Linked DNA regions of Capra hircus: region 1 is linked to region 2. A link is a contact called in public Hi-C data. All regions are on one chromosome and are shown on one strand. Each heading gives the region's core, a stretch centred on a gene start, on an enhancer-like site or on the middle of the called end of the contact. The rest is flanking DNA. Distances are from core to core; before and after follow the strand shown.

Evidence for each region. A called contact is a pair of places that touch in the nucleus more often than the background predicts.
Region 1: a Hi-C map of blood shows a contact between it and region 2, with 4 times the contacts expected there. The contact joins the promoter of PPP2R5C here to the enhancer-like site in region 2. A contact is called at or near these places in 3 of 5 Hi-C or Micro-C datasets (all in blood).

Annotation. Positions count from the first base shown.
Region 1 is chr21:65,935,016-65,939,940 of ARS1.2, forward strand. It overlaps PPP2R5C (serine/threonine-protein phosphatase 2A 56 kDa regulatory subunit gamma isoform), which reads left to right and starts at 2,136. Exons shown (of 15, transcript XM_018066065.1): 1 at 2,136-2,221; 2 at 3,110-3,175. The coding sequence starts at 2,195.
Region 2 is chr21:65,874,264-65,879,041 of ARS1.2, forward strand. No RefSeq gene overlaps it. Among named protein-coding and RNA genes, the nearest start is that of PPP2R5C, 60 kb to the right of the region's middle. Within about 2 kb of position 3,123, at least 1 of the 5 cell types and tissues checked has an H3K27ac peak or open chromatin away from gene starts, as enhancers often do.

The DNA.
Region 1 (4,925 bases), core at 886-3,385, 60 kb after region 2:
AAATGAAGTGTTATTAACCAGAGGCATTGCTCTACTCTCTCTCCACTTTCTTTTTTTTTTTTTTTGGAGAAACTATTAACCCACTTAAAAGACTAATCAAAAACCGCTTCTTCTGCACAAATGGCTGTTTGGGGCTGTGCAATTTACCTGAGGATATTCGTCTAAAGACACACATTCAGACACTTGCATGCAGAACTTACTTTCAGGACCTCCCACGACACTCCTCACATTAGCTCTCTTTTTCTTCTTTTAGCTTTCTCACAGCAGAGCCACACAGGATAACCGAAAATGCTTTCCTGGCAACTTTCAAGAGTGAAAACCCAGGCCTAAGAGAACACAATGGTTTCGAAGTGCCCAGATAAGATTCAGTTCCTAATCTTCACAGGTGAGACACCAACGGTCCCTGCACATGAAATCTGCTCACTCCTAGAGTCTTAATACCCAAAGTATTTCTGCACTACACAAACTGCGGGAATATAAAAAAGTTAGCCCACTTCCCTTGGAAAACTCATCTCCCAAGAGCTATCAGCAAGGTAAAATGAACCACGTGATTCCTGGTCATAATGCAGAGGTTGCTTCACATGGCTTACAATCAAGCCAAATTAAAGAATAAAATAAAATCCCATCGGCTCCAAAAGCACTGCAGATGGTGATTGCAGCCATGAAATTAAAAGACGCTTACTCCTTGGAAGGAAAGTTATGACCAACCTAGATAGCATATTCAAAAGCAGAGACATTACTTTGCCAACAAATGTCTGTCTAGTCTAGGCTATGGTTTTTCCAGTGGTCATGTACAGATGTGAGAGTTGGACTGTGAAGAAAGCTGAACGCTGAAGAATTGATGCTTTTGAACTGTGGTGTTGGAGAAGACTCTTGAGAGTCCCTTGGACTGCAAGGAGATCCAACCAGTCCATTCTGAAGGAGATCAGTCCTGGGTGTTCATTGGAAGGACTGATGCTAAAGCTGAAACTCCAGTACTTTGGCCACCTCATGCGAAGAGTTGACTCATCATCAGAAAAGACTCTGATGCTGGGAGGGATTCGGGGCAGGAGGAGACGGGGAGGACAGAGGATGAGATGGCTGGATGGCATCACCGACTCAATGGACATGAGTTTGGGTGAACTCCGGGAGTTGGTGATGGACAGGGAGGCCTGGCGTGCTGCGATTCATGGGGTCGCAAAGAGTCGGACACGACTGAGAGACTGAACTGAACTGAACTGAACTGAACTGAACTGAACGGGCAAAGCAGGAGCCTGACCTGTGGGGCGGGGCCACCAGAGGCGGGGCGGATCGGGAGCGGGGCAAACACTGGAGGAGGCGGGGCTGGTCGGGGGCGTGGCCAACACAGGAGGCGGGCGGAACCCTGAGGGCGGGGCCAACGCAGGAGGCGGGGCCTAGCGGGAACCCGCGAAACCGCTGCTCGCGTGGCTGCCGGGCCTCCTCAGCCGCTACCCAGCGCCGCGGCGGCCAGGGGCCGAAGTCGCCGTTCGCGTCCCTCTGGCCGCACAAGTTATTGCCATCCGTTTCAAATGTGCCCCCTGCTTTGTCTGTCCCGAACCTCCACAGCAGTCTCCGGTCTGTCGCCTCAGCCGAAGCCCCACGCTTCCTCCCCAGCCGCCGCCGCTGCCTGCGTGAGACGGACCCGAGCCGGAGCGCGGGGAGGGAGACCAAGGCCACGCTAAGGAGCGGAGAGAACGGAGAGCGTTAGGGCACGTGAGGCGCCTCGGCCAATGGCGGGGTGCCCGGAGGGCGGGGCGGGGGCGCGGGGGCGGGGCCGCGCACTCGGGGGGCGGTGGCCGCTGCCTGGGGGCGGGGGTCGGAGAGGGGGCGGGGTCGCGGGCGGGGTGGGGCGGGGACAGCGCGGAGGCGGGCCCGGGGCGGAGTGGGGACGCGGGCCGGGGGCGGGGCCGGGCGCGGGGGCGGGGAGAGTTCTGGGGGACGGGAGGGGCGGGGGGCCTGGGGAGGGGCGGAGAGAAGCCGCCGCTGCCTCCGCCGCCGCCGCCGCCGCCGCTGCCGCCGCCGCGGCTGCCGCAGCTTCTGGGAGCCTGGGAAAGGGGAACCGCGAGCGAGCGAACGACTCAGTCCCCGGGCGGCAGCGGCGGCGGCGGCGGCGGCGGCGGCGGCCGGGAGGGGGAGGCGCGACGGCCGGGGCGGGGGCAGGCGACGGGGGAGGCGGCGGCGGTCCGCACCAGCCATGCCGAATAAAAACAAGAAGGAGAAAGTGAGTCGGGCCCCGGGGCTGCCGGACGGGGCGGGCGCGGGGGGCAGCGGGGAACGGTCCGGGAACGGGGCCCGGCGGGGCTCCCGGATCGCGCGGGTGCGGGGTGGGGGCGGGGGGGCAGCGGGTCCGCCCGGGGCCGCGGAGCCCAGGCCGGGACCGGCCGGGGACGTGGGGGGCGCGGCCGGGGTTGAGGGGCGGCGCGCGCGATGGGCGCGAGGGGGCAGGTGGGGCCGCGGAGGTGGTTGACCCATCCTCGCAGGCGCCTGGACAGGGGCTTCCGAGGCCGGGGTGCAGGCGTCTCAGCAGGGACCCTCCGGCTGGGGCGGAGGGCAGCGAATGGACTGGGCTTAATGCTTGGGGAGAACGGTTTGCCCTCCGGAGGGACGCTCTGGGGCTCTCAACTATTATTATCCTGGGTGGCGGCGGCGGCGACGGCTGTGACTGTGCTGCGCTTGCATACGGGTTGGGGGGGGGGGTATGTTTTTGCTTCAGGTGGAGCTCTGTAGCGTTTCAGAATCACCCCAGACATCCTCGCTCCCAGAGTTGAGTGTGGGAAGGGGAAAAAAAGGGTTGTGATGTGCATCTTTCAAGATGCCGAGAGCATGGTACAAATGTGCGTTTACTTGTTTCTGCTTCAAGTTTTGAGCGCCAGATAATGCAGACGAAGCAAACGGGGAGAATCTGAATTTGGGGTTGGCCGGTGGGTACCACATCACAATCCTGGGTCTCTTAACCATAGAAAGGAAGAGAGTCGTGATGGTATTGATGAAAACTATCAACAGTCATAGTTAAATTGTCTAAATACTTATGAAACTACATTTTGGTTTATTCGATGTTACACAGTCTAAAAATTGAGGAGTCTAATTGATTCTGCTTGATGTTTCCCAGGAATCACCCAAAGCAGGGAAAAGTGGGAAAAGTTCAAAAGAAGGACAAGACATAATAGAATCAGAGGTAACTATTCTTAAATATTGTTTCCATTTTTTTCATAAACACCATTTTAGGGCTGGAAAGCTGAGGGTGAGAAAATCTAGGCTCTTCTGAAATATTTCCCTGTATGAGATCCTTTACTCGTGTTGCTCATAGCACTCCATCTTAGTTGTTTGGGTTTGCATTATTTGTCTTTGGGGAAATGAGAATGTTTTCAGACAAGATGTGCACCTCTGGTGCAGCTGGCATATTCAAGTTCACCACCCCACCCCCGCCACCACCACCACCTGAAATCTAGCAGCCCTGCCGCGGAGCCTGGCGTCAAGGACTCTTTCAAGACTGGGTTCAGGTTCCTTTCAGTTTTCCCATCCTCCCTCTTCCTTTGCAAGGGGCCAGGTCTGGCTCTCAGCTTCCCTGGTGGCTCAGTGGTTAGAAATCTGCCTGCAATGCAGGAGACGCAGGATCGATCCTGGGGCTGGGAAGATCCCCTAGAGGAGGAAATGACAACCGACTCCAGTATTCTTTCGGGGAAAGTCCCATGGCCAGAATAGCCTGGTGGGCTACAGTCCATGGGATTGCAAAGAGTCAGCCACAGTCGAAGCGACTGAGCATGCTCACAGGCAGGTCTGTCTCAGCAGCTCTTCCTCCCCCTCCTCCCATCACCCTTGCTTTCCGAGGTGTAGACTTTGCTGTGTTTTTCCCTGTAAGTGTCCTGTCCCGTTAGCCTCTGTCCCTGACAGTGTTGGTATATTTTGGGTTTTCTGGTATTGCTATTTTTGTGCGATCGTCTGTCATCTTTTACATTGTTTTTCTTTGTATTGGCCAGTTCTGACTTCTTTTGCTTCTTTCCTTTGGGCTTATTGAGGAAGCTGCCGGAGTGCTTCGTGGGGACTGTGTCTACCTGGTGGGAGTGTGCTTTGAGGGCATCTACAGAGCCAGTGCTTGGCTTCACCTTTTCTTCCTTGTGACCGGTTGAGCTAGAGCACCTTGGGCTGAGGGTCTGGGAGCCACACGGACCTAGGCAGAGCTAATGGGCTGTTTTGAATCCTTGATAGCAGAGAAGCTGCTTAATTTGGAGTCACAGTTCTCCATAGCTGGACTGTTTATCAACGGTGACAGTAATTTACATGTGTCAGACCCTTTCCTATAAGCCAAGTTAGAATCGAGTTCAGTTCTGTCTGGGAAATAAGTTAACGGGCCATTATCTGCGGTAGCCTTTTTTTTTTTTTTTTTAATAGATATAGCCCCAGGTTATCTTTTCCTTACCATTTGGTACATTCTAAGTCTCCCTCCTCTTTAGGAGGTGGTTTACTCCAGCAAATCTGTTGCCCTCCCCAAAGCAGAAAACAGAAATCCAAAAGGTTCCTTAAATACCAGTATCTTTGTGCCAGTCTTCCCCTGTCCTTCCTTTATAGCAGACAGTCACGTTTCACTGTGGCATTCTTGCATTTGACTTGGCTTACTTCCGTGTCAGTCGTTTGACTAAATTGATTTAAATGAAATTTAGCTGCTCTGCGAAGGTATATGCCTTTTCTTTTCCCTTTTTTGGGTTGTTGATCTTTCATTAAAACTGCTTCGTCTTCCTAGTGCTGCCCCAAACCTTTCTTGCTCACATACCTGTCTCTGTTAGTGTTGCACACACACAGATTGGTGCATATAGTTCATTTATTCCTGTTTTAATGAAAAGAACCTGACTGTAAGGATGGAAAATGTTAAGTTTGAATCTGGAAAACAACAACAACTTCTCAGCAACTCAAAGCCACTCCTAAATCAA
Region 2 (4,778 bases), core at 1,873-4,372:
AATAAAATCAGAAATGAAAGAGGAGACGTTACAACTGACTCTACAGAAATGAGAAGGATCACGGGCAGTTACCATGAACAGTGATGCACCAACAAAGCGGATATCCCGAAAGAGACGGAGAGGTTCCGAGGTTCCTGAAAGAGACAGAGAGGTTCCTGCAAGAGACGGAGCGGTTCCTGAAAGAGACGGAGAGGTTCCCAAAAGAGACAGAGAGGCTCCCGAAAGAGACAGAGAGGCTCCCGAAAGAGACAGAGAGGTTCCCAAAACAGACGGAGAGGTTCCCAAAAGAGACAGAGAGATTCCTAAAAGAGACAGAAAGTGAAAGTGAAGTCTCTCAGTCATGTCCGACTCTTTGCGACCCCATGGACTGTAGCCTACCGGGCTTCTCTGTCCGTGGGATTTTCCAGGCAAGGATACTGGAGTGGGTTGCCATTTCCTTCTCCAGGGGAATCTTCCTGACCTAGGAATTGAACCCGGGTCTCCCGCATTGCAGGTAGACGCTTTACCTCAAAAGAGACAGAGAGGTTCCCAAAAGAGACGGAGAGATTTCTAAAAACATGTAACCTACCAAGACTGAATCACGAAGAAATTAAAAAATCTAGCAGACCAATAACAAATAAGATTAGTCAGTGATCAAAAACCTCCCAGTAAAGAAAACCTCCCAGGGCCAGAATGGCTGAATTCTAACAAACGTTTAAAGCAATCCTACTTAAACTCTTCCTTAAAAAACTGAAGCAGTAGTAACCCTACCAAATTCATTGTATGAAGCCAGCATTACCCTGATACCAAAGCCAGACAAGGACACTACAAGAAAGCTACAGGTGGCGGATACAGTCAGAGCAGAAACATTGTCTTCATCCTCAGTGAACTTCAGCACGGATTCTCCCTTCTGTCTCCACATGAACTTCCTTCTCAATACTCAGTCCAAGATCATGAATCAGTTGAAGTGCAGGGGGCCCCAGGCCTTCAGGGGGTCCCAGCACAGGGGGTGGTGGAGCCTAAAGGAGGCACCCGACCTGGGTGCACCTGACCTCTCCGTCCAGGCCCCTCTCCATAGAACCAAGGGGACAGTGTATGCGGAGCCCCATACCGAGGCCACAGACATGGAGCCCAGAAAGGAGGTCATCTCCAGAACTAACTGAGCCCATTGTTCAGGTCAGTCTCTTAGTCATGTCCGACTCTTTGCAGCACGCCAGGCTTCCCTGTCCATCACCAACTCCTGGAGCTTGCTCAAACTCATGTCCACTGAGTCGGTGATGCCATCCAACCATCTCATCCTCTGTCGTCCCCTTCTCCTCCTGCCTTCAATCTTTTCCAGCATCAGGCTCTTGTCAAATGAGTCAGCTCTCCGCATCAGGTGGCCAAAGTATTGGAGCTTCAGCATCAGTCCTTCCAAAGAATATTCAGGACTGATTTCCTTTAGGATGGACTGGTTGAGTCTCCTTGCCGTCCAAGGGACTCTCAAGAGTCTCCAACACCACAGTTCAAAAGCATCAATCCTTCAGCGCTCAGCTTTCTTCACAGTCCAACTCTCACATCCATACATGACTACGGAAAAATCATAGCCTTGACTTGACGGACCTTTGTTGGCAAAGTAATGTCTCTGTTTCTTAATATGCTGTCTAGTTTGGTCATAGCTTTTCTTCCGAGAGAAAAAATTAATTAATTAATTCCATGGCTGCAGTCACCATTTGTAGCTATTTTGGAGCCCCCCCCAAATAAAGTCTGACACTGTTTCCATTGTTTCCCCATCTATTTGCCATGAAGTGATGGGACCAGATGCCATGATCTTAGTTTTCTGAATGTTGAGCTTTAAGCCAACTTTTTCACTCTCCTCTTTCGCTTTCATCAAGAGGCTCTTTAGTTCTTCTTCGCGTTCTGCTATAAGCATGGTGTCATCTGCGTATCTGAGGTTATTGGTATTTCTCCTGGCAACCTTGCTTCCAGCTTGTGTTTTATCCAGCCCAGCATTTCAGATGATGTACTCTGCATAGAAGTTAAATAAACAGGGTGACAATATACAGCCTTGAGGTACTCCTTTCCCTATTTGGATCCAGTCTGTTGTTCCATGTCTGGTTCTAACTGTTGCTTCTTGACCTGCATACAGATTTCTCAGGCAGGTCACGTGGTCTGGTATTCCCTTCTCTTTAAGAATTTTCCACATTGGTAAACATTTGTAACCATTGCCAAAAGCCCCTTGACCCTTGCCAGCCAAGTTCCTGACCCCAAATTAGGCAAAAACGCCCAGCCCGGTACTCACCCTTTAGCACCCTCCCCAGTCACCTAATGCCACTCTCCCAGCAGGAATTTTCTTTGTTTTGAGGCTTTGAAAATTGCCTGATAACCCATGAAAGACGCCGGCTCCCCCAGAGCTGGCCCACTGTTCTAACAGCGTCCCGTGGGCTCTCCACGGCCTGTCAGGAGGTCAGCCCACTGCATTTGCAGCACCCTCATTATCTTTGCTGTTTGTTCTTAATAAACTCACACCTTCCTGAAATTCTCTGTGTCTGGAAATTGTTCTCCAGCTGGTGCTCAGACTGCCTCGACAGTGCTGTCTGTCGATAGGTCTGAGGCCCCAAGTCCATCGTGAGACTGGAGGAGGCACCTGTGATGTAAGGCACCGGGATAAGAGCCGGGAAATGCGGCTGTTGCCACGAGCCACAGTGAATGTGGCACAAAGGTTCCAGGCCTTGTCACCAGCCTGGTGGGAGAGGAAAGGCTGCTGGGAGGGAGTGGGACCCTGCACCCACTGCTGGGGCTCCCACGGAGGGCTCTGGCACCTCTGCCCGGCGCTCCAGCCCCCATGGAAGGCCCAGCGCAGCACAGAGACCCAGGACGTCACCAGCCGGAGGGACACCCGGATCTGGGCTCCGGCAGCCCCACCCTGCAAGCACCGTCCGTCTCCCCGCCAGAACCTAAGCCCTGGGTGTGTCCCCAGGACCCAGCGTGACGCCTGGCCCAGAGTAGGGCTGTTGCCCAGGACACAGCAGGACCACAGGGATACAAAGAGCTGGGTTTAGAAAGTCCGTAATGAGGGCCATCCCGGAGACAGGAGGACTGGATTTCACACGCACGCGCACATGCACACAGAGGAATGGGCCCCATCCCTAAGGCCCCTTAGGCACCTGCGCCCCTAGCCCAGCAGCAGGGGCCTTACCGAGGCTTCAGGGAGGCAAGCTAGCTCTGCAGAGTCCAGGACTGGGCCTGTCCCATCGAATCCCCTTTCTTGAGGAGTCTGCCGCTACTCCTGCAAAGGGCCAAGGGGTCAAAATGGGTGAAGGAGGGTCGTTGACCAGCAGCTGCGGGTGGTCCATAGGCCTCGAGTGAAAAATGACCCACCTGGGCACAACCTAGGGTGTAATGATAGACTCTGACCACCAGATGGCGAACAACGATCATCTTTGCTTTTAGTCGCAGAAAACTACTGCTACCAATTTAAAACAGCAGCACTCAAATGTAAAGAATCTGCCTGCAATGCAGGAGACCCAGGTTCGATCCCTGGGTTGGGAAGATCCCTTTGAGAAGGCTACTACTACTAAGTCGCTTCGGTTGTATCCGACTCTGTGCGACCCCAGAGACGGCAGCCCACCAGGCTCCCCCGTCCCTGGGATTCTCCAGGCAAGAACACTGGAGTGGGTTGCCATTTCCTTCTCCAGTACATGAAAGTAAAAAGTGAAAGTGAAGTCGCTCAGTCGTGTCCAACTGTTAGCGACCCCCAGGACTGCAGCCCACCAGGCTCCTCCATCCACGGATTTTCCAGGCAAGAGTACTGGAGTGGGAACCCACTCCAATATTCTTGCCTGGAGAATCCCATGGGAAGGGAAGCCTGGCGGGCTACAGTTCATGGTAAGAGCTGGACACAGCTAAGCAACCAAAAACTCACACACAAAAGAGAAAACAAGAAAGGCTGACACTTCCTGATCATTCAGGACGGGCAGGACACTGCACGTGCCTTTCTTTGTTAGCCCAGGCTTCACAGTTGCCCTATGTAGTGCTGCTGCCGTTTTACAGCCGACGCATCCAAGGCCCAGAGAGCTCGAATAACCTACCTAAGCTCACACAGCGACCCGCAGAGGCGGAGTCAACCCAGGCCTTGTCTTCAGGGCCTGCACTCTGCACCCACTGTGCTGTCTCCCATGTGCCCTGTGCGATTTCTCACGTATGAAGTTTGGGGTTTTCCCTGCAGCAATGGGGTGCTTGTCCCAGCTCTTGACAAGAGCTGACTACTGCATTTTCAGGAATTTCTAAATCAGTTGTTATACAAGCTGCTGCTGCTGCTAAGTCGCTTCAGTCGTGTCCGACTCTCTGCGACCCCATAGACAGCAGCCCACCGGGCTCCCCCATCCCTGGGATTCTCTAGGCAAGAATAATGGAGTGGGTTGCCATTTCCTTCTCATACCTTGATAAAAAATAAATCATATATTCTTGTAATTAAATTCTATTGAAAACAAAGGTAATGGGACTTCCCTGGTGGTCCAGTGGCTTAGAATCCACCTTCTGGTGCGGGTGATGGGGGTTTGATCCCTGGTCGGGGAAATAAGACCCCACATGAAGATCTCACATGGCACAGGGCAACTCGGACCCCTTGCAGCAACTTGAGAGAAGTTGCAACTCATGAGCAAGGAAGATCCTGAGCGCCACTACTAAGCCCCGACACAACTAAATAAATAAGTATAAACAAAGGTAATAAATATTCAAGACATCACCTAGTTATTATTTTACTAAACTTCACTATTGTCTTTGCTCTTCCGACTGTTTATTTGTAGAGTGAAGACACC